4 separate regions of the Mus musculus genome follow, and regions 2, 3 and 4 are each linked to region 1. A link is a contact called in public Hi-C data. All regions are on one chromosome and are shown on one strand. Each heading gives the region's core, a stretch centred on a gene start, on an enhancer-like site or on the middle of the called end of the contact. The rest is flanking DNA. Distances are from core to core; before and after follow the strand shown.

Region 1 (5,372 bases), core at 661-3,160:
ACACAGGTGAGATGCATGTCTGAAAGATGCAGGAGTCTGAGATCATTCAGTGCTCATGATAAATAGTACTGGGAGAGCTTGCCTCCCAGTGGTACTGAGGGAGCACCCCCATAATGTGAGGAGATGAAACAGAAGAGAATGTTTCCTCCAGCTACAGAATTAAATCACAGTAGCAGTGCATCCCACTATAGGAGGAAAGAATAGGAAAAGTTAGAAGATCAAGAACCTTGCGGAAAGGTTAGAAGTTAAAGGAACAACTATAAACAGGCCGCCAGGTTCACAGAACTGGCGAGAAAGAAAACTTGCAATGAACTCTCCGATTCTACAGTGTTCTCCCCATGAGAACTCTGTCTTTAAATCAAGACTAGAAAGTATCTGTTCTATGACCCCGGATCTCTAAAATGTAAAATTACAAAGGAAAAACAGCATTAAAATAAGTTTTCCCTTTCCATATCTGAAGACAGTTGACCTAAAAACAAAAGTTATTTCCTACTCTAAAGTATAGGTTTGTCAAATTATTTTTTTTTTAGTTTACCTCCTAATGCATATCAAACATAGGAATGTTTGGCCTCAGAATCTTCTCAGAGCCTTCATCACTTTTATTATCCAAGATCTCTGAGCTTCTGCATGTCTTGTTACAATTTGTTAACTATGGTTAGAACTTATCCAATATGGATCTCTGCCTAAAGGGATAGCTGTAGGTCACATCCCAGTTTGATTTCTGTATGCTTATGGAGGTGTTCTCATCTACATTTTCCCCAAAATTAGTGCACAAATGAAGTAGTTCTTCAGAGGCCAACAGTGTTGCCATAGCGAAATAAGGAGAAAGCAGGAATACAGCATCTTCAACCTGCCTGTGGGTGGGCAAGCAAACCTAGGTCCATGAGAGAAGGTGGCCCTGACATTATTGTATTTCTTATAAAATGTGCCACCCATGTGAGTCATGTGGACCACGTATATAATTTAATCTTCTGGGAAATTTTGTGCATAAAGCAGACAAGTCATACTATCAACTATTGAGGTTTAAAGATACATGCCTCTCAGCCAGGCAAAAAAAGAAACAAAGGCTGATTCACAATACATTCAACTCTAAATTTTGTCCTTGATTTACCTCACCCATTCCTAATGTCCCAGCATCCATTTGAACTCCATTACCAGTCAACATTGAGACCTTTATTAACACATGCTTTCATGGCTCATTTTAAAAAGAAGTATCTGAAGTGGGGGAACCTAGAAGGAGAGAAGGAAGGGAGAGGAGAGAAGGGAGGAAGAGGAGGAGGAATAGGGGAGGAAGGAAGGATAGAGGAAGGGAAGAAAATTATTTTCCAAAAGAATTGAACACCTTGCTTCCAATTTATAGCAACTTTACAATGAACAATATGTTGTCTTAGTCATTTCACTAGAGCCTCTTGACTGATAAAGTAGACAGGATATATATAACATTTATATCTAGAAATAAGTTTCATATAAAATCCAACTGGAAAATCATTAAAAATGATACTTTTTAAAGTATTTTTTGCTGCCAAAATATGTAGTATTTGTATGTAGTTAATCTGTTTTCCTCAATTAAAGGTGAAAAGTGAAGCACTAGCAGTGTGTGTGTGTGTGTGTGTGTGTGTGTGTGTGTGTGTGTGTGTGTTTGTGTGTGTTGGGAGGGTGGCAAGAAATTAGCCATAGGTCTTAAAGAAGTCAGTGAGGAGAGGTCTGAGGATATAGCTTGGAAGGGCAACAGGTCTGGCTGAGAAAGCCTTGGAATGTTCACATTAGACTATGCACAGAGCCTGTGTCTGCAGTCAGACAGAGTTAGTCCTATGCACATCAGTGTCTGGACTCAGGCCCAGAAGCTCAGCCAAGAAGGCAAACAGAAGTTGAGTAAACCTGCTGTCTTTGTTTTCGCCATTTATGTAAATAGGACTTTTCTTTTCGAGGCACCATCCTAGGATTTGGTAAATTGCTGTCAGTGTCACCTAGGGTTTACTTGTCTACTCTGAACTCACTGAACACACAGTACAGGTAGAGTGATGACTAGTCCCCACCCTGGAGATGTCAAAATTACACTGTGTCCACAAAATGGGTATATGGAAGCTCCACTCAACAGGAACTCAGAATGCTGCCATTTGGAGTTAGAGCCTGTAAAGAGATGACAAAAATACAACAAAGTTGTTGGGTGGACCTAATGTAGCTGAATGGGTCTTTAGAGAAGGAGGTTGAGGGGAAGCAATTCTGCCTGTGATGGTGCACACAGAGAAAAGACAAGATGGCAACTCAGTAGGGAAATGACCATATGTAAACCAGAGACAGCTCCCCAGAGACTAAGCCTGCTTCCATTCTGATCTTCAACCCTTAGCCTTCAGAGCTGAGCTAGAAGGAAACAAATATGGAAGGGAAGCTCATGGGTTACCTTCAGAGATGTGTGTCTCTCCAAGGCTATCCAGGGTCCCAGAGATATCTGAAATCCTGATAAATCAGCTCTAAACTACAGAATAGAATGTGGTACCTCTGAAATTTTGATATCGAGGAGTAAAGTCTCACTGCTGGATTCTATGAACTAGTAGTTAGAAACAGTCTTTTCCTCTCAGCCCTGAAGGCAATTGTTAAGCATTTCTCATCTCTTCTGCCTGTAACAGTGCAGCCCCCCTCCCCCACCTCTACCCTATCTGGTGGTGGCGGCAATAACATTAGCAGTCCTGAAAAGATTTATCCTCTGATATTATAATCTTCCCCTACCATCTTTCAAGAGCAGGCAAATCTCCAAGCCCACCACTTACCAGCAAGCACATTTTACAGACAGAAAACAATGCATGCCGAGGATAGAGGAGAAACCAATTTAATTAATTCATCACCAAGGCCAACGACGTATAAATCTTATCGTTTTATCTGTCAACCAACACTCTGAATTATTCAGTGTTCCCGATCTCAAGAAGGAAGGCAGAGAGAAAGTGGTGAGAGAGCAGCTGCACAGCGCCATAATGTGCTCAGCAGAGGAGCCCAGAGTGAGCCTAATGCTGGGCAAACTTTAGAGGCTAGGCCCTGAAAGGATCTCGTGGCAGAGTGTCATTCAAGACTCCCTGGTTCCTCTGCCACCAGTGAGGCCACTACCACATCTGCTTAGGATGGTTTGGAAAAGAATATAAAACCTGTATGGAAATGAAAATTAATGGGATGAAAACCAGTACACTGTACCTATTTCTATGCTCTGCCCAGCTAAACCACCCAGCACTTTCACAGCTGCTATTTAAATTGTGGAAACCAAGCATAAGATGGAAAAAAAAAAAAACTCAAGGTGGAGGGGTATTTTGAGTCACGGGAGAATGAAAATATGAATTTTATAAAGGACACTTAGATTTCATATGAAATGATTTGGCCCTACCTTCCTCCACAGTTTGTACAATGAAGAAGCACTTGTCTTTCACAGGGATCAACATAGTTACAGAGTCATGCCCAAGCTGAACACACCAATGTTTTATTAACTTATATTGTAGACAGACCAACGCCTGGCCCATAAACACTGTTCTCTGAGTGACTACTTGGTAGAGGGATACATGAAAAGTGGGTGGGGAACCTCAAAGAAGAGATTGAGAAAGGAGAAGAAGGATATTAGATTTCAGTTTTTAAAAGGGCTCATTCCATCTTGGAGCCCTAGCCAGAGACTATTTGTGGGTACACCAGTACCTTATTAATCTTCTCTTCCAATTTTACAAATGATCTCAGCATCACCCAGGCTGCCCTGGACTTCACACAAATCTATAGCATAATCAATAATTTAAAGATCACCTCCAAGCAAGGATAAGAGCATATGTGAAAACTCCCAGCTGTTCTGAGGATTTCTGTTTTTTTTCCAACTGCCTTTGAGAGAATCCCACCACAGGGCAGGGTGGTGGGGAAAGGGGATGGCTACTGATCAGCAGGATCTTGGAGGATTTGGGAAGTTAGGCAAAGCATTAAAAATGGCAAGCTTTGCTTGTTTGTTTGTTTGTTTTAAAAATCTTTCTTGAGTCAAAAGAAGGTTCTTGGATTCAAGGCTTTAGCTTTAATTTTAAGCCAGCATGAAAGGCAAAAAAAGGGAGGGAGCCTTAGCCAAACTATTCATGACAACTACCCCAGTTGCATGGGTCTATGCCCCCTAAGACCTGCACATAAGACATACTTATAAAAGCAATGCTGACCTAAACTTGGCCTTGAACTAGAAGAAAGCCAGTGTATTTCAAATATGAATGGGAGGTGAATATTACTGGAAAGCTCTGGGGAGTCTCGGGGTTGTTTTAGTAAGTGATGCTATAGGTTGCTCACAGCTGGGATTCAGGAAGAGAGCCAAGGTTGGGATTTACTGTTAATTGCTACTTCGCTTGATTTTAAGCTTAAAAACATGAATTAAATATGGAGGCCACCTATTTAGTATCGATATATTCAGTCCCCAAGTCCCAAATCAGTGGGATGGGGACTTCTTAAAAGAGGACAGGCAAGAGTTAGAATACAGAAGCTTTCTTATCTTCACCATGGCAGCCCCTGGGGTTTGGTGCACCCTGCAGTTCAGTTGGATATGAAAGGTTTGTGAGGAGTCTCTGGCTATTTCTTTATTCTCTTCTTATCCATCAACCTGAATCTTATCAGTTGCCAGGTAATGAGAAATCACAATGAAAACCCGTCAAAGGGGTTAGAGAAAACCCAAGCAGCAATCTTAGCATAGATGAGGTAAGGGGGGAAAAATTAACCTGTGTATGAGTCGACCCTTTTGGAAAGGAGGGGTGGAATTTATAAACTCCTCAAGTACTCTGCTCTGCAAATTCCATCACTATTAGTACTGCTTTTAACTGTTTACATCTTGAACAACAACAAAAAGAAATAGCAAGACCCTGCTAGCCTCTAACCTCTAACTAATGCATAATCTTCATCTCCCTGGTGATCATTTACACTAATTAGCAAAATTTAGCTAATTATTGCTCAGCGTTTCTGTGCTTAATTATGGCTATTAGTAATAGTCTGTCTGGCTTCCCTCATTTCAACCACCATCCCAGTCTGTCTCTTCCTTAGGAGTTAAGTTTCCATCTTAATGAAATTTCTCTCTCTCTCTCTCTCTCTCTCTCTCTCTCTCTCTCTCTCTCTCTCTCTCTCTCCCTTTCTTTCTCCTCTCTCTCCTCCCCTTCGCCTCCCCTCCCCCTCCCCCTCCCTCTCCCTCTGTGAGTGTGTCTGTGTGTAGCTCTTGCCTGGTCTTTTGTGGTTTTATTTGTTTTGTTTTGTTTTGCTTTAAAGAGAGTCTATAGCAGACCCAACAGAAGTCACATAACAGCAACCAGGTTACAAGGAAGCATTCCAGCATTCTCTCAGTCACAGGAGAGCCTTCTACCAAGCCTTACAGGCTCTCAACTACTTGA
Region 2 (5,381 bases), core at 2,405-4,904, 610 kb before region 1:
CACCCATCTGCCACAGTGCATCCGGGATGCTGAGCTTGGTCCTGCAGGGTTCAGTGTTTGCCCCCCTAGGTTTTAAAAGGGTTGGTTTGGTTTAAGCCAATTTCCCTTTTCTATTTCCAAATTTCTTCCTTTTGAAATCAGAGTATTAACCCTATACCTGTCTTACAAATATATTTTTAAAAATATATAATTCATTCTAATATTTTCAGGGCCTTCAACTGAAAGTTTGCCTTGACTCTTAGGAGACTTCAAACTTGGGCTTTGTTTTGGTTTTGTTTGTTAGTTTTGGTGTTGTTTTCCTTCTTTTTTGTTGTTGTTGATTTTTCTGGTATTAGCTTGTTTGTTCTGAGACAAGTTCTCAAAAAGATGGCCTGGAACTCACTGTGAAGCTGAAGATGTCCTCGAATTCATAATCTTCCTGCCTCTACTTGTACAGCAATTATAGGCATAGGCTAATGATACCCACCTCTGTACTAAGACTTTTAAACTATGCAGTAGAAGGTTAGAAATTTTGAAGTACCAGGCATGAATGCATTTTGTATTGTGAAAGGCCTTGAACCTTGAGGGACACGGAGTGGAAAGGCAATATTTGGATGTGGTTTGGCATTCCAACGGCTCAGGTATTAGAGAACTGACTCCCAATCTCGTGGTGCTGAGTTTAAAGCAGAAACTTTACAAAGGCAGAATCTAGTAGGATATAATTCAAGGTGCTACCTATCCAAGGCACAGTGATGTTTTTGCTAACAGCCCTCTCTGGAGAACTGATTGGGATTCGGTTGAAACTAAGTGTGGTCACTCCCTACTTTCTCCCACTTCCTAGGTGAATACTGTATGTCACCCACTATGGGGCCTTAATCAAAGTCAAGCTGATATGTATACCATACCCCATTAACCTCCAGAACTATGGACTAGGTAAACTTCTTTTCTTTATATATTTCCCTTACTTCAAATGTGTTGTAATCATCTCAGAAAATGGAATAATAAAGAAGTATGTTTTCTTGTGAATTTAAGTAGCCCTGTGGTAATAAACTGGCATGATTTAACAGTGTGTCACCTCAGTGACTCGTTCTCTCCTTAGCTTGTGATCCTCAGGGGTTTTCTTGTGCTTTTTAAGGTAGGCCATCTAAAGTTTCAAGGCAAATGCTTGAAGTCTTGAATTCCAGTCAGCATGCCCAGGCTACAGTCACTGGGAACACACAGGTAGAGTGGACTCCTACCACCTGTGTCTTTTGGAAATCTTTGTCCCACAATTGCATGCAACTCTTTGACCTGGACATTTTTGGCTGAAAGTTAGTCACATGAACATCTGAAACTAAAAATCAGTTTCTGGAAATAGAGTCTTTGTTCTGGGATGCCATTCTGTCAAATAAAATAATAGATTATATTATTGTAAAAAACATGAAAATAATATTAGAAGATAACTAGAAGTCTCTGGCATTCGTGGGTTACTTAATCTCAAAAATCTCATGAGGAGTAACTCTAAAATGCTATTGTTTTTGCTGTCATTAATTCACTTGACAAATGATTTTTGCGTTATTATGTATTAGGTCTAGTTGCTGGATCTTGGGGCTTTGTAAGCAACAAGGTCCACAGTCTATACTGCTCAGAGCTTTACTCTGCTTAGAAGGAAGGCATTGAACAAATGCATATTTAATATGAAACTAGATGGTGATAAAGTCTATGAAGAAAAGTTATTTGGCATGATTGAATAAGGCAAAATGTTCATTAAAGCCAGGTGACTTTGAGAGACCTTTGACGAGATATTCTATTAGTAATAATCTGGATTGAGCCATAAAGCCATCTAGAAAAGAAGGTCAAGACAAAAGGAACAAATGTATCCTCTGATACAGATCTCTTCTCTCTCTCTCTCTCTCTCTCTCTCTCTCTCTCTCTCTCTCTCTCTCTCTCTCTCTCTCTCCTCTCTCTCTCCTCTCTGTCCCCTCTCTCTCCTCTCTCTTTCTCCTCCCCTCTCTCCCCTCTCTCCCCTCTCTCTCCTCTCTCCTCTCTGTCCTCTCTGTCCTTTCCTCTCCCCTCTCCCCTCTCCCCTCTCCCCTCTCCCCTCTCCCCTCTCCCCTCTCCCCTCTCCTCTCTCCTCTCTGTTGCTTATTATACTGGTTCATATGAATGATCCTTACACAAATACAGGATGTTCTCAAGATCTCAAGAGTAAAGACTGAGGTCATCCAGATAAGAAGCTCTGTTCTCAGACTGCCACTGGACTCTCCCCTTCATTACCATTTTATTGGCATATTCATTCTCGTTCTCTCTCCCTGTCTCCTGTGAGTGAGTGAGTGAGTGTGTGTGTGTGTGTGTGTGTGTCTGTTTGCTTGGTACTGTATGTTCCTATTTTCTGTCTTTTCCCATCCAACAATATCCATTCTTTTTATTCATAGCATTAATAATCATTTGACTGTTATATAACTGCATGCTCATTTTATTGCTGTGCGACATTAAAATGCATAAGGGGGCTTTCACTATTTTACATTTTAGTCTCTTTGGAAGCACCCAAACATACTACATCGGGATGGTGTTCAGTCCGTAAAAGGCTTGCTATGAAAGCAGGGGGACCTGAATTCCATCCCTGGTACTCATAAAAATTTGAGGCCAGTGGCAAGCATCGGCAATGCCAATGCTAAGGTGGGCAGAGACAGGTGTCCCCTGGAGTCCACTGGACAGAATAGCTAGCTGAATTGGTGAGCTTCAGGATCATTCAGAGACCCTGTCTCAAAACCTGAGGTCAAGATTGATAGAGAAAACCGTCATCATCATTCTGATCTCTGTACACAAGCATCCAAATGCACACACACCTACATCCGCAGGAAGATATGCATACCTACTCACCAGCACAAACCCCTGCCCCACCTCACCCCAGCATCTTATATACAGCAGAGTTCTCTAAATAGTTGTTGAAGGACTAGAGAGATGACTTCTTCCTGGCACAGTCTTTTCCTAATTTGTTTTTCTCAAATGGCATGTGGAAGAGCGTATGGCACGGAACATTGACTTCCATACTGGAAAGGCAGACACTAAGAGAGGAAAAGGCAGTCGGACGTGGCAATTACTTCCGAGGGTAATGACATATTTTGAAATTTGGAAGCTGCTTCATTAAAATTCATTTTGCACTACATAAAATAAGGAGTTGGGAGGCTGACAGAAATGAAACTCAAATAGGCATTCATTTCCTTTATCTTTTTACAAGACAGATCAATTAGTAATTTTATGGCCGAAAAAACTCATTTTTAAACGTTATGTGGGGCTTAGTGTAATATCAAATTTGGCCTAGTGTCACCTTTATTGAGAAATTGAAATCACCTTTACATCTGTTCATCCCAGGCTTCTTCTTTATTTATTTATTTTTTAAATATGGAGTGGCATATTTTCACCATCTGAGGTTGACAAGGGAAGAGGAGAAAGGCCATAGAAATGATCTCTTTGCATCAAGTCTCTCAAAAATACGGGTTCATGGTCAGCGGGTCAGCGATCAGCAATGGACCAGAATGTTTAAGCCACGTTTACATTTGTAAACCAGGCCTCCAAATCCCTCCCAAACAGGTGTGAGGGAGCATCCAGATGGACTCCAGGAGAAGCCAGGAAGCACACACCTTCTGCTGAGCTCCTGGCTGCTTTGCAAGTTGGCAGGATTTAGTGGCATCCTTGCCTCTCTTGGGGGCCTGCCAAGGGCACAGGCAGGAGGTGCCGGATGCTGATGAAAGCCAGGCTTCCTACAAGGGGGCTGCTGGCCAGAGATTTGACTCTTTTGCCATCATGATGTTATAAAATTCACTTCTTGCTGAATTACTGCTGGTAAAGATCCTAGATTCCTTTTAGGTAAGAGAATCGAGGTGTTATACAATCTCACCGTCCTGACTCATATGCTGACATTCTGCCACCTGAATTTTCCCTGAAAGATTCCATCAGAATTGGAATTTGTTCTTCAGTCTTGTATAGAGTTGCTGTTCAACAGCTGCTTCAGCCCACTCTAAAGCAATACCAGAATGTGGGCTTTTTCATGAGCTCCCTGTTGGGAGTGAGGATGCAGGATGCTTGCCATCCTCTTCATGCATTTGGCTGGATGAGAACAACTCTCTGATGAAATTGCAAACAAGAAACCTTTGGCCTCTTCGATGGCAAACAGTCTTGGGATAGCAAGGCTGATGGATGTATATTGTCCCTTCCACAGAGAGGGAGAAACCAAGACAGGTTCCCTAGCAACAAAGCCTCATGGGAACTTCTTGGAGGAAGGAGAATTGCTCTCCTGGATGCCCTAACCGAGCCAATGTCACTGTTCAAGAAGTCCTGTTATGCTAATGTCAGAAGCCACATTCAAAGAACTGAGAAGACAATAGCTTTCTCTTCCCTTAGCTTTCCCACCATCTTAGACTCTATCCATCCTCATGTACTAGAAGAGCCCCAGTCATAGAGGAATAAGAAAATCTGAAGAATACAGAAAGTACCAATTTCTCCTAATCTTATTTCTCAGTGGCATTTTATTAGGTCCAGAGGAGGTGTTGCAGTTTAAGTGAATTAATAGAGAGAACTACTCTCAGCTTCCTTTATTATCCTAACGGCTTTAAGGTATTTCTTTGTGCAAATATACCAAAGTAACTTCCGTATATAGTGTATCAGAGACAAGACTCTCAGTGTGAATCAACAACTGTCTCAATTCCAGAAGTGTTTCTTAGAGCTGAGCCCCTCTGTACAAAAGATCTTTCCCAACAGAAAAGGAGATATTATCTATCATAGGAAGATATTTTCTTCCAGGAAACCAAGAAATGACTCAGTGAGCAAGAGAACATGCTCTTCAGGTTTGAAGACCTAAGTTAAGATCCCAGAACTGAATTAAAAAAAAAAACAAAACCAAAAGCAATGTGTGGTTGCATAGGCTTTGAACCCCAGTGTTCCTGGAGGTGGAAACAGGAGGCTGGATGAAGTTGCTGTCCATCAGACTAGCTCCACATTCAGTCAGAGACACTGTCTCCAAAGAATAAAACAGGGAGGGCATCCAGCAAGAACCTCCTCCTCTGGCCACCACATGCTGTACTCATACATGGAGGTGCAAACACACACACACACACACACACACACACACACACCACATTCATGCACATAGATATACACAAAATATAAACATGCAATAATTACTCAAGGCACTTTAGTTTAGATAAAGATTAATAGTTTCCTACTGATAGTAGCTCTTTGAGAGTTAAAGAAAACAAGTCACTAAAGTGTCTGTTTACTAAGCCTGTTTCTTTTGTATGTTTTCCTTTTATAGCTTCATGGTTAATTCACTTATTCAGTGTATCCTTCTACAGAGAAGTAGGAGCTGAATCTTTAAAGTCAAACCCATTAGGAGTTTGGGGGCTTTCCCCAAAACTAGATAT
Region 3 (4,967 bases), core at 1,392-3,891, 750 kb before region 1:
TACTCTATCTACTAAGAAATACTATGCCATCAATAAAAATATCATCATTGCAAAGCATAGTGGAGTACAAGTATAATCTCAGAACTCAAGAATCTAAGATAGGAAGATGGTTAGTTTGAGGATATACATATATATATGATATAAAACAAACAAATAAACAAAACAAGACAGATACAAACAAGTATTCCTTAAAGAGATAAATTGAGTGAGGTATGGTCTACAGCAAGAAGGATTAATAGGACTTGAGGATAGATATTTCTGTTGATGCTTCAAGAACGGATCTTTGTAGGTACTTACAGAGTAGATTAGAATAGAGTTCAGAAGCTTAACTTAATTGAAGACCAGCATGGAAAAGGTACATCCCCATTTCAAACAGGCGGTTTACAGTTTCCCAAGGAGGGTACACTTGGTTTAGTCATAAACGACCCATGTCTCCTCCCATCTACAGCTTCCTTTCCATTTCACCATGCATACATAATTTTCTAGCTATCCTGTAACTTTTTATCTGATTTACTTCAAATTACCATTTTGGTAACTTTTTTGTCAGTTATTGTTGGTTGTTTTTAAAAATTATTAGTCATCTCATACAAGCAAATCCCAGCCACCCTGAAGAAAAGAAGCAGTTTGTGATGACATCTCTAATGTTTAGAACACCTATTTTAATGAAAAGGAAAACTATGTTGACATTTTTATTGTCTCCTAAAAAAGACAATGTAAGGGTTGTTTGTTTGTTTTTCCATCTTCTTTTTAATTCACTATATTCTTTTCTGTAATTATCTTTTTTTACACCTCTGACAATGTGGCATAGAGAACACATATGTTGGAACACTGCTAATTAAGATTCCGATTTCATTGTTTACTGAATGTATGACTTTGAGGCATTCCCATAGGCTCATGACGCCTCAGTTGCAAAGTCTGTCATTGGAACATATTAAGGAAATCAAGGTGCCCAGGAGTTAATTTATATCTTTCTTCTTCTTTCTCACTGTACTTAACTATGCTCTCATGTCAGCTGTGTAGACCTCTTTTTCTTCCACATACTCAATGTTGATTAAAATCCCAGTCATCATTTGAGTTCAACACTTTCATCTATGGCTCCTCCCATCAATGCCCATTACAAATAATTATTTTACCTCTCTGTGCTCCAACCGCATGCACATTGAACATCCAATTACAGCGAAACATGAAAGTCACATGACTCGGTTAATCATTTGAACCCCTCCAATGCAAACTTCTTGGCAGAGGGACCATTGTGTTTTCTATACTCTTCAAGTAGCAACAGCAAGAAATCTGAACATTTCAGAAAACTATGTAAATCAAGTAAAGGATTCTCCATCACAGCTTGGGTGTGGTCCATATCACTAGGTGTTCACACAGGGTATTCATGATGTAACATTAAAAATGACTGTGAAAAAAATCAAGTTAGGCCTCAAACAATACTGGATAAAAAGAGTTAAAACCACATATGATATATATCTCCAAGATATTCCCGAAAACAATTCTGACCATAAACACAGTCTGCCTTGTGTGTTACCTTTAAAGGGAAATGTGAAACATGTTCTCTTTGTATTCGTTCTGACAGCTTTTCTCTTTGGTAAGCTACACTAGCCTCTTGAGGTGCTGCATTCTATTATACCTGGAACATAACACATGTATAATGAATATTTAACAAAATTAAAATTGAAATTGGATAAATGGAAATAAAACGGCAAGATGAATAAGGCAAGGAGAAGTCAGCAGGGATCTTGGAATGTGGTGGGCTCTTTGAGCAGCGACAGTCAATCTTTATTAAACACTTTCCACATGTTGTTACATTTAATCCTAGGTCCTGTCTGATGAGAACAGTTAGGACTTGCATCTTGCAAAAAAAGAGAAGAAACCAAGGTTGAGGGTAAATTTGAGTCATTTGCCTGAGGTTACCCCTGAGGCAAGAGACAGAGACAGCACTAACTGTCACCTTAAATTGCATCTAGATTGAAGGAGACTCTCCTACATCAGTTTCCAAAAGCTCTCTCTGCACCTTCATCTCCCTGCACAGTAGACAGGAGAGTTCTTCCTGTACAATGACATGACAATCAGCAATAGTTATTTTCTGTGTTCATTAAAGTAAATTAAGGAATGAAGACACTGGCCTATTGAAGCTTAACAATCAGTCCGGATGGGACACAATTACTCTCTTCACAAATGTAAGAAAAATAAATCAGTTTCCATAGGAATAAGCCACGTCCAAAGGCATGGATAGGACCCTGCTTAGGTTTGCCTGGCTTTGCCTGGCTCCCTTTGTTCTCAATAGAAAAAGCTTGGGAAGAATCCGTGAAGATCTTGCTCTATTTCCCCATGAAATCAAGTGGTTCTTTTCTTAAACACAACCTTCTCCCCACTTCCATTTTTTTTTTTTTCATAATTGACACACGTCAATGCTTAAAAGCAGGGAGACCTCAACAATGAATGTTTTTGACAATGACATTTCTAGTGGAATTGGCATGGTATTCAGCTTCCCATGACATCAGAACAGGTACAGAGAGTATTCCTTGCGAAGGGAACTAGGAGTGTCTTGCCCAGAGAAAGACATGAGAAGACTAAGAGAACCTGAACCTTTTGAAAATAACTTGTTAGACAGAGGGTTTTTTGCCCAGGAAATCGTTGGCCTGGGCTGCTCTCTAGTGGTAGGCAGTGTTCACTGTCAGAATTTCTTGTACAAAGGCTCCAAGCTGAGAGGCAAGAAGAAAAAAAAAATTCAAGCTTTTCTTGGACACCAGCAGATGAGCTACAAATGAATGTGTGTGTGTGTGTGTGTGTGTGTGTGTGTGTGTGTGTGTGTGTGTGTGCGCGCGCGCATGCACATGCATAGACACACATACACATACACACACAAACATGTAAATACATTGGCACATACCTGAGGCAAAGCACAGGGTGACAACTTTTAGGAAGAAATGAGAACAGAGGAAGAAGGATAGTGTCTTTTGTAGGATCTAGAGAAAAGTTGGAGGGGGTAAAAAGACTCTTTGTGAAGCCTCAGATATGAATCTGCTATGTGTTCATATTCCATAGGCATTGAGAGTAACCACAGGGAAGATGAATCTTCCTCATTGATGACTACTTGAAAACCAGTTTAAAAGCCCAGTGTGTGTGTGTGTGTGTGTGTGTGTGTGTGCATACCAGTTTATGTGTATTTTGGGGTACATGATCCATGTGCATGTGGTCAGGAGTAACTTTCAGGAGTTGGTTATTTCCTTCTACCATGTGGGTCCTTGGGAAGGGACTCAGGTCATCAAACTCAGTAACCAGTGCCTTTACCTGCTGAGCCACCTAACCAGCCCCCATCTACTTTTAGGTAACAGTCATTTTTATATCATAGGTATGTTGAATAAAGAGCTTCTCATGTTGCTTGTACATCCCTATAGGTAATGCAGAAGAAGAGAGAAGATGTCCATCTTGTGCTGACACTGTCTCTCTTTCTGTGAGGCCATCACTTCTCTGTCTTGGTCCTGATTTTTTCCTAGACTATGTGCATAATTTAACTTAAATTTTGAATTACATACACATTTCAATCAAAGATAAAACTAAAACGAGTTTAGGATTTTTCACTGTGTGGGCACCCTAGTTTATACCTTTTTGTGTGCACATAATAATTTTCTGTGAAAAATTATGTGGCATATTTGCTGTTCTGGGTCTTAGTTAATGTGTCTATAAAATTTTGACATCAATGTATGGAGTTTGCAAGACTGATTGATAATCTTTCTTTTTACTTCTGCTATACCCTGAGCCTTTTGATTCACCAGAGATTCATGAGAAAAAAAAAAAAAAAGAACAAATGTCCTGGGTTATGTTAGATAGCAGCTGAAGCTTGGACAGCTAAACAGCAATTCATACACAGAGAGAAGCTCAAAATAGAAGGACACCGGGCAAGTGGCATATTGGTGGCCAGCAGGTAGCTCCTCTCAGAAGGAGGCAGTAAGATCATCATCCTCTGCAGAGTAAAGTTCAGAGACTTGATGAGCCAGCGTAGGAGATACCCAGGGGCCTTCCACCCTCTCAGAATACAGGGGGAGGGGGAAGAATTATTGGATGGGGTGACCAGGAGGAGGAGCAGTGAGAAGTATGCAAAATGAAAAAAAATAAAACGAGAGAGGGGAAAGCCTCTTTATGCTCCATCTTCCAGATTTTCTTTTCTTAATAGCGTTCTCACGCCCGGCCAGGAAGAACACAACAGACCAGAATCTTCTGCGGCAAAACTTTATTGCTTACATCTTCAGGAGCTAGGAGCGCAAAACCCCCAGCCCCAAAAGCGAAAGCCCCTTCTATTTACATCTTTAGGAGCCAGAGCTCCGGCGCGCCAAAGCGCAGAGCGCGCTCTATTGTTTACATCTTTTGGCAGCGAGAGAGCGCAGGGGCGCAGAGCCAGAGAGATGCCAGCGAGAGAGAGAATGGCGGAAACCCCGTCCCCTTTAAGGAGGAGTTATCCTTCGCTTAGGATGCATCACTCCCTGATTGGCTGCAGCCCATGGCCGAGCTGACGTTCACGGGAAAGGCAGAGTACAAGTAGTCGTAAAATACCCTTGGCACATGCGCAGATTATTTGTTTACCACTTAGAACACAGGATGTCAGCGCCATCTTGTGACGGCGAATGTGGGGGCGGCTCCCAACATTCTTTCTTCATACTTACATCTCCATATGTAAAGAGTTAATTATATGGGTAATTGGAGCAGAACCCCACCGTCACCACCCCAGCACCTACACATGCCTCAGTTATCTTCTGCCTCAGGCAGAAGTAGAGCTCAAATTCAGATGATAAGATGAAGATGATAAGATGATAAGGGTCTGGGTTCTTCTGAGACCAACCGCAGGAAGCTTTCACTATGCTACCACAGCACTCTGCTGAGAGAGCACCATCGTGACTTGACATTCTAACGGGTCATCCATGGAGCAAAAATATTCCCTGTCATTTAAAAATGAGCAGGAT
Region 4 (5,216 bases), core at 1,373-3,872, 510 kb before region 1:
TTACTCCGATTTTTAAAAAAAAGTGGAAAGAAAGAAAGGAGAATATCAGTTCACAAGATCTCACGACTCCAAGAACAGCAATCTGTCACAGACATCGAGATATAATCAACTTCATATAGGCTGGGCCATTTATCTAAAATCGTGCTTAGATATCCTTGTACAGTCCTGTCTTTTTTAATGACAACAACAACAAAAAAAAGGAAAACTCTTAAAACATTGAAATCTCAGATAAGGAGGAACACCGCTCTCCATACACATCAGTAAAGGCTACCACTGTTTTAGACTGTGCCTTCTGCCCCATGTCTGTAAGATATTGTTTTTTCAAAGTCAAATATTCATGCAACTTACAAAGACCAGCAAGAGTAGATTTCTAAATCTAAACAGCTGATTGGTTTTCATCTGTACAAAAGAAATTGTATATGCCTGCCCCTCCAGATGACACATTGCCCTCTGTGAGAGTATGTGTCTTGCTTTATCTTCTTGCTTTTTGAATGGCTATGGCCATGAAACCAGTTTGTTTGTTTGTTTTTTTTTTTTTAATTACTCTGTACATTGTTTCCTCTTTACAAAAAGAAGACAGAAAGAGAATGGGACACAAACCAAATAAACAGACAGAAAGGAAATAACAGTTCTCAAAGCGGTAGGTACATACACGACTAAGGGATTATACCAGCAAAAATGTAGTAAAATATGTAAACAAAATCTGAGAAGTTTCTGTTGTTTGTTGTTTAAATTCTCTTTGACACAGTTAACTGTGACAAAACGAAAACTCACACTTTCTTCACATTTTAAGGTTTACTTTTTTGTTGTTTTGTTATTTTTCTTTTAAAATAACATTCTCATTCCACTTCAAGACTTTAACAGATTTCTGTGTCAGTCATCCCATCAAACATACCATGATAAATATATCTGTATATATATTTATTTATATATATTATACTATTAAATTCCTTTTGTGTGTGTGTCACAGCAGCTTTACTCATTTATTTATTTGTCTTTAAAAAAAAAAGATGGGCGGAAGGAGACATGAGGAGATGGGAAGGATTTACTCACATCAGGCTACAAAGTTAAACCATATGGAAACCGTTATTATGTTGGGGGTGGGGAAGTAACTATGATTTTTCACACTTGGCCATGACTAGGCTTGTGTGACCACTTGTGGTTGTGTTACAAGTTAGGAACTCCCTTGCAGTCTGTTGAAACAGATGCTAACATTGTCTTTTCTTTTTTGTGGGTTTTTTTTTTTCTTTGTTTGCATGCATTTCACAGATCCAGTCCACCCCCTTTCCCTTTTTTCCTTCCCTTAGAAAGGCTCTGCTTTAATTCTTGGGGGTTACATTTCCCCGTTCACACACTTTGGGTTGATGGACAGGGACAGTATTTGTTAAGTGAAACCAATAGCTCCGATAACACCAGCCCCAAACCCATCTGTTACAGGTTTGAATGGCAAATATTGGAATTAGATCTGGGGACCTGCTTTTCAAACGGCTTGTCATCCCACATGGGTTCACCAAAGCATTAGGAAACTAACAATTGGTTCTAGAGACACCACAACCTGCTACATGGAGTGAATGCCATGGTAGATTTTGAGTTCATATGGCAAGAGTCTCATACTTTTTTTCTGAGTATATTTTTTTCCTTTTCTTCTTATGTGCAGTCTTTGTCAAAAAAATAAATGAAAACCCAAAAGCTATTTTCCCCTCAGATCTTGGAAAGTTACACACACACTGGTCAGAACCAGATAAGGGTATTTCTGGGTTTCTTGTTTTGTTTTGTTTGTGTTTTTTTTTTTTAAGCGTTTTTCTTTTCTTATTTTTTTGTTTTTGTTTTTTTTTACATAATTAAACAAACAAACAAACAAAAAATAACCCAACATTGTTACAGTCAAGATTCACAAACATTATTACAGACTCACTTGGAGCTATGGAACAAGTAAGCCATATGGTCTTCTACCCCTTTCCAAATGTTCTGGAGAGAAGAAAGCTTCCAAGGTCATGTGGAGTCATGGACTTGCTCCAGGGCACTAAGTGTGTGCTTTATGATACAGCAGGGCAGAGAGAATTTTCTGTCTTCGGGCCAAGGCTACAACCTTGCAGCATGGCTCACCATTACACAGAGAGATACACCATCGTATGTGTCCTTTAAAAAATGGTTTTTCCCACCATAGTCGTGGTACACCCCATCTCACAGAACACATTCAACAAGTTAAATCTCATTGTCAAAGTATTCAGGTGTGTGTATAGAAATAATTCTGTTTTAAGTTCGCATACGACTGGTGGTGTTATGTTTACACATAATACTCCTTGTCCTTGTTTTTCTGTTTCTTATGGCCGCTCTTGGAGCTGGCTTGCTTCTCCTTCATGAGCGTGCCGTTGCTCTGGGCCGAGTTGCTGATGTAGTTCCTCGTCTCGTCCACTTGATAGGACCCCTCGTCCCTGTTCCTGTACTTGTACATGGCGTACAGGAGGATCAAGATGCAGAGGGCGGCAGCAGCCACAATGCCGACGACCATCCCTGTTGTACTGCTGGACTCCCGGATCACCTCTGAGGCCCCCGGAACCCGTCTGATTCCTGGCTCCGTGGGGTTTGCTGTGGGCACATTACGGAACATGGGGGAAGTAATTAGTGGGCTCTTCAGTTTGGTGCTGTCTAGCTCATAGGCAGTGGGCAACGGAAGCAAGACTATATCAGGCTGGGGTTTGAGATCACGGTTATTCATTTTGCCAGCTGGCAATTTGGGCACCATCCCAGACGAGGAGGACGCTGTGAAGCGGATCAGCTCAGGGGACAAAGAGGTGGTTGTAGTTCTACTAGTTTCCGAGACTTTGTTAGGTCTAAAGTCCTTGGATTCCCACTTGGGCGCATGTGCTTTGTAGCCACCTTCGAAGATTGAAGTGGAAAGACTCTTATCTGTTACCAAGGAGAAGGTGGTGTAAAAATCTTCATCATCAGTAGGGGGCAGGTTAGAGTCAAAGGTTTCCCCTGAGCCATACCCAGATATCACCAAGCCATCATCATCACAACCATCGCTGCCTTGGTCCGACAAGCAAGGTAACCCCGCCTCAGAGGTCATGGACAGGGAATCTTTGGTGGTCTCAATAATGGTGAGGAGGGGGCGGAAGGTAGGGGGGAGTGTAATGGAGGGTACACGAGTAGCAATAGGAGGGGTAGCTAAAGGGTCTTCTACCAGAAGAGGAATAACTAATTCACCTCCTGGGATTGAAAAGAAAAAAAGACATAATTAGTACAGGCGTAAACACAGTTCATCCTTACTCTAATGAATGCAGGGCAGAGGTTATGCTTCTGAAATTGCTATAAAATGAGCTGCATCTGCATATGGGTAATTTCTGGCTATTGACTTATTATTCTGGACTGAGACAGAGCTCATTATATGCATCTACCTACCCAAAATTTGGAACCTTGAAATTAAAGCCTTAGATTTTAAAGATACTCTCAAGTGATTTTGAGTGGCAGAATCCAAACAGGCTGGTTTCAGGATCTTCTGGCAAGATGATGACTTTCAGTCAATAATGTTCTTGGAAATACTATGAAGACTTCATGTGTGTGTTACATACACAGTGATCTTTCTTTATGGCTTTATCAACATGAATATAACATTTCTTTATTGCTTTCTTGGATCCTATCTACTGGCTCTCAGGAGCATGACGATGATCTATTTTCCATTTTACTGAGACCAAGATCAAGACCAAAGAACTCTAAAAGTTTCCTGTACTACCTTGGGGCTATCCTAATTTCCCATTAGCTAAGAGACAGGGACAAACAACAGGTTTAAATGTTCATCTTGATGCATTTTGATTATGTATCTCTTGAAACTCCCTTGACTCTTAAAATTACAACCTGCCTTGCATTAGCATAAGATGTGTCTTGTGCATTCAAGGCTTTTATGTTATATGAAATATATGCTGAGCTAGAAGCTCCATTTAAAAAAATGCCCAGCCTAGGTTTCCATGACTGGCTGGAAACTCACGTTTTGGTTGAGAAAAGTTGATTTAGCAAAATCAATTTTGAAATCAGTGACTCTTTACTAGAGTGGCAAAATATGTATATGTATATATATATATATATATATATATATATATATATATATATATACATATATATATATACACACTAGTGTTCCCAGAAAGCTTCACCATTATATGATTACTAAACACGTGGACAGCAGGGAAAAAGCAATTTAAGAATACTTCATAAAAACACTGTGTCTTGCACATCACAGATGCAAGAAATACTCTGCCAGGGAAGTTGCTCATTTAACTGTAAGGCTGACATTTTCCTCCCATGTCAGAAAGACAAAGTCTCTTTGGCATCTCTTTTCGATTGAAGTGGTGTGATTTCAAGAAGTCACCACTTTGTGTCCTGTCATTGCATTTATTCTAGAAAGACATAGTCTAGTCAAAACCTAAAATTGTTTGAAATCATAGATTCTTTTCAAATTCTGTAGAGCAATGTGCTGAGACAGTTTTCAGGTACAATAACTTTTAGTAACTCTGGCTTCCTGCAGTGGGGAAGCTGAGACAGGATATGCAATAGCAAGCAACCCATCAAACAAAGGAGATGGTTTACTGTCACTGACTTTAGAGAACAGTCTCTGAGATGAGGAGGAGTCCCTAGGCTTATGGTGGGGGAGGATCTCTAGATTTAGAAGATTAGGGAAGGTACTAGTAGGTTATATGGTGTGGCCATTTTCCTCTACAGGATCAGTATCTGTGACCTAACCAAACTCACTTCCAAGAATAGCATAATTTTACTCTACAGTTAGAAAGTTGATATGATGATGCAATACTATCAGAAGGCTCTTTCTGAGATGGACTTAAGGCCCGTGTATGTGCTGCTGTGGGTAGCTATTTTCCTGAGATGGGATGACTAGTGTGTGTGTATCCTCCTCCTCTATCAGCAACAAAGCCAGACAGGGATTTGCAGCAGGTTCAGTGCTGGAGACTTCCAGGGACATTCCAGAGAGTGAAATCTTTAAGTTTGCACAGTCTGCCATGAATCTTCCTATAAGGATTCATTCTTACTACAGTTCCACTTGGCATCCCACAGCTTGTATCTTTAAACACCACCCGTGGTTCAGGACTACTGCTGTGCCTGTGCTGTCCTGGTTCCAGGTATGTTAAGAGGAGTGCCTTGTAGCAAGCACAGCAGAAGCCTTTGGCTGCTTCCTTATCCAGCCATTAATTGTGCTACCCAGC

What was found. A called contact is a pair of places that touch in the nucleus more often than the background predicts.
Region 2: a contact with region 1 is called in a Hi-C map of cerebellar granule neurons, with 4 times the contacts expected there. The contact joins two enhancer-like sites. A contact is called at or near these places in 5 of 484 Hi-C or Micro-C datasets (brain, cerebellar granule neurons, cerebellum and 1 more) and 2 of 115 datasets of contacts at active chromatin or transcription factors (craniofacial prominence and embryonic forebrain).
Region 3: a contact with region 1 is called in a Hi-C map of cerebellum, with 4 times the contacts expected there. The contact joins two enhancer-like sites. A contact is called at or near these places in 3 of 484 Hi-C or Micro-C datasets (cerebellar granule neurons and cerebellum).
Region 4: a Hi-C map of cerebellar granule neurons shows a contact between it and region 1, with 2.1 times the contacts expected there. The contact joins two enhancer-like sites. A contact is called at or near these places in 4 of 484 Hi-C or Micro-C datasets (brain, cerebellar granule neurons and cerebellum) and 3 of 115 datasets of contacts at active chromatin or transcription factors (embryonic forebrain, forebrain and stem cell-derived neural progenitor cells).

Annotation. Positions count from the first base shown.
Region 1 is chr12:89,814,854-89,820,225 of GRCm38.p6, reverse strand. The region is part of intron 14 of Nrxn3 (neurexin III); the gene reads right to left. Among named protein-coding and RNA genes, the nearest start is that of Gm40538, 590 kb to the left of the region's middle. Within about 2 kb of position 1,910, at least 7 of the 459 cell types and tissues checked have an H3K27ac peak or open chromatin away from gene starts, as enhancers often do. A contact at or near this core is called in cerebellar granule neurons and cerebellum, where this site is marked.
Region 2 is chr12:90,424,099-90,429,479 of GRCm38.p6, reverse strand. No RefSeq gene overlaps it. Among named protein-coding and RNA genes, the nearest start is that of Gm40538, 18 kb to the right of the region's middle. Within about 2 kb of position 3,654, at least 13 of the 459 cell types and tissues checked have an H3K27ac peak or open chromatin away from gene starts, as enhancers often do. A contact at or near this core is called in cerebellar granule neurons and cerebellum, where this site is marked.
Region 3 is chr12:90,564,220-90,569,186 of GRCm38.p6, reverse strand. No RefSeq gene overlaps it. Among named protein-coding and RNA genes, the nearest start is that of Gm40538, 160 kb to the right of the region's middle. Within about 2 kb of position 2,641, at least 5 of the 459 cell types and tissues checked have an H3K27ac peak or open chromatin away from gene starts, as enhancers often do. A contact at or near this core is called in cerebellar granule neurons and cerebellum, where this site is marked.
Region 4 is chr12:90,329,482-90,334,697 of GRCm38.p6, reverse strand. It overlaps Nrxn3 (neurexin III), which reads right to left. Exons shown (of 20, transcript NM_001198587.3): 20 at 1-2,910. The coding sequence ends at 2,288. Among named protein-coding and RNA genes, the nearest start is that of Gm40538, 77 kb to the left of the region's middle. Within about 2 kb of position 2,622, at least 4 of the 459 cell types and tissues checked have an H3K27ac peak or open chromatin away from gene starts, as enhancers often do. A contact at or near this core is called in cerebellar granule neurons, where this site is marked.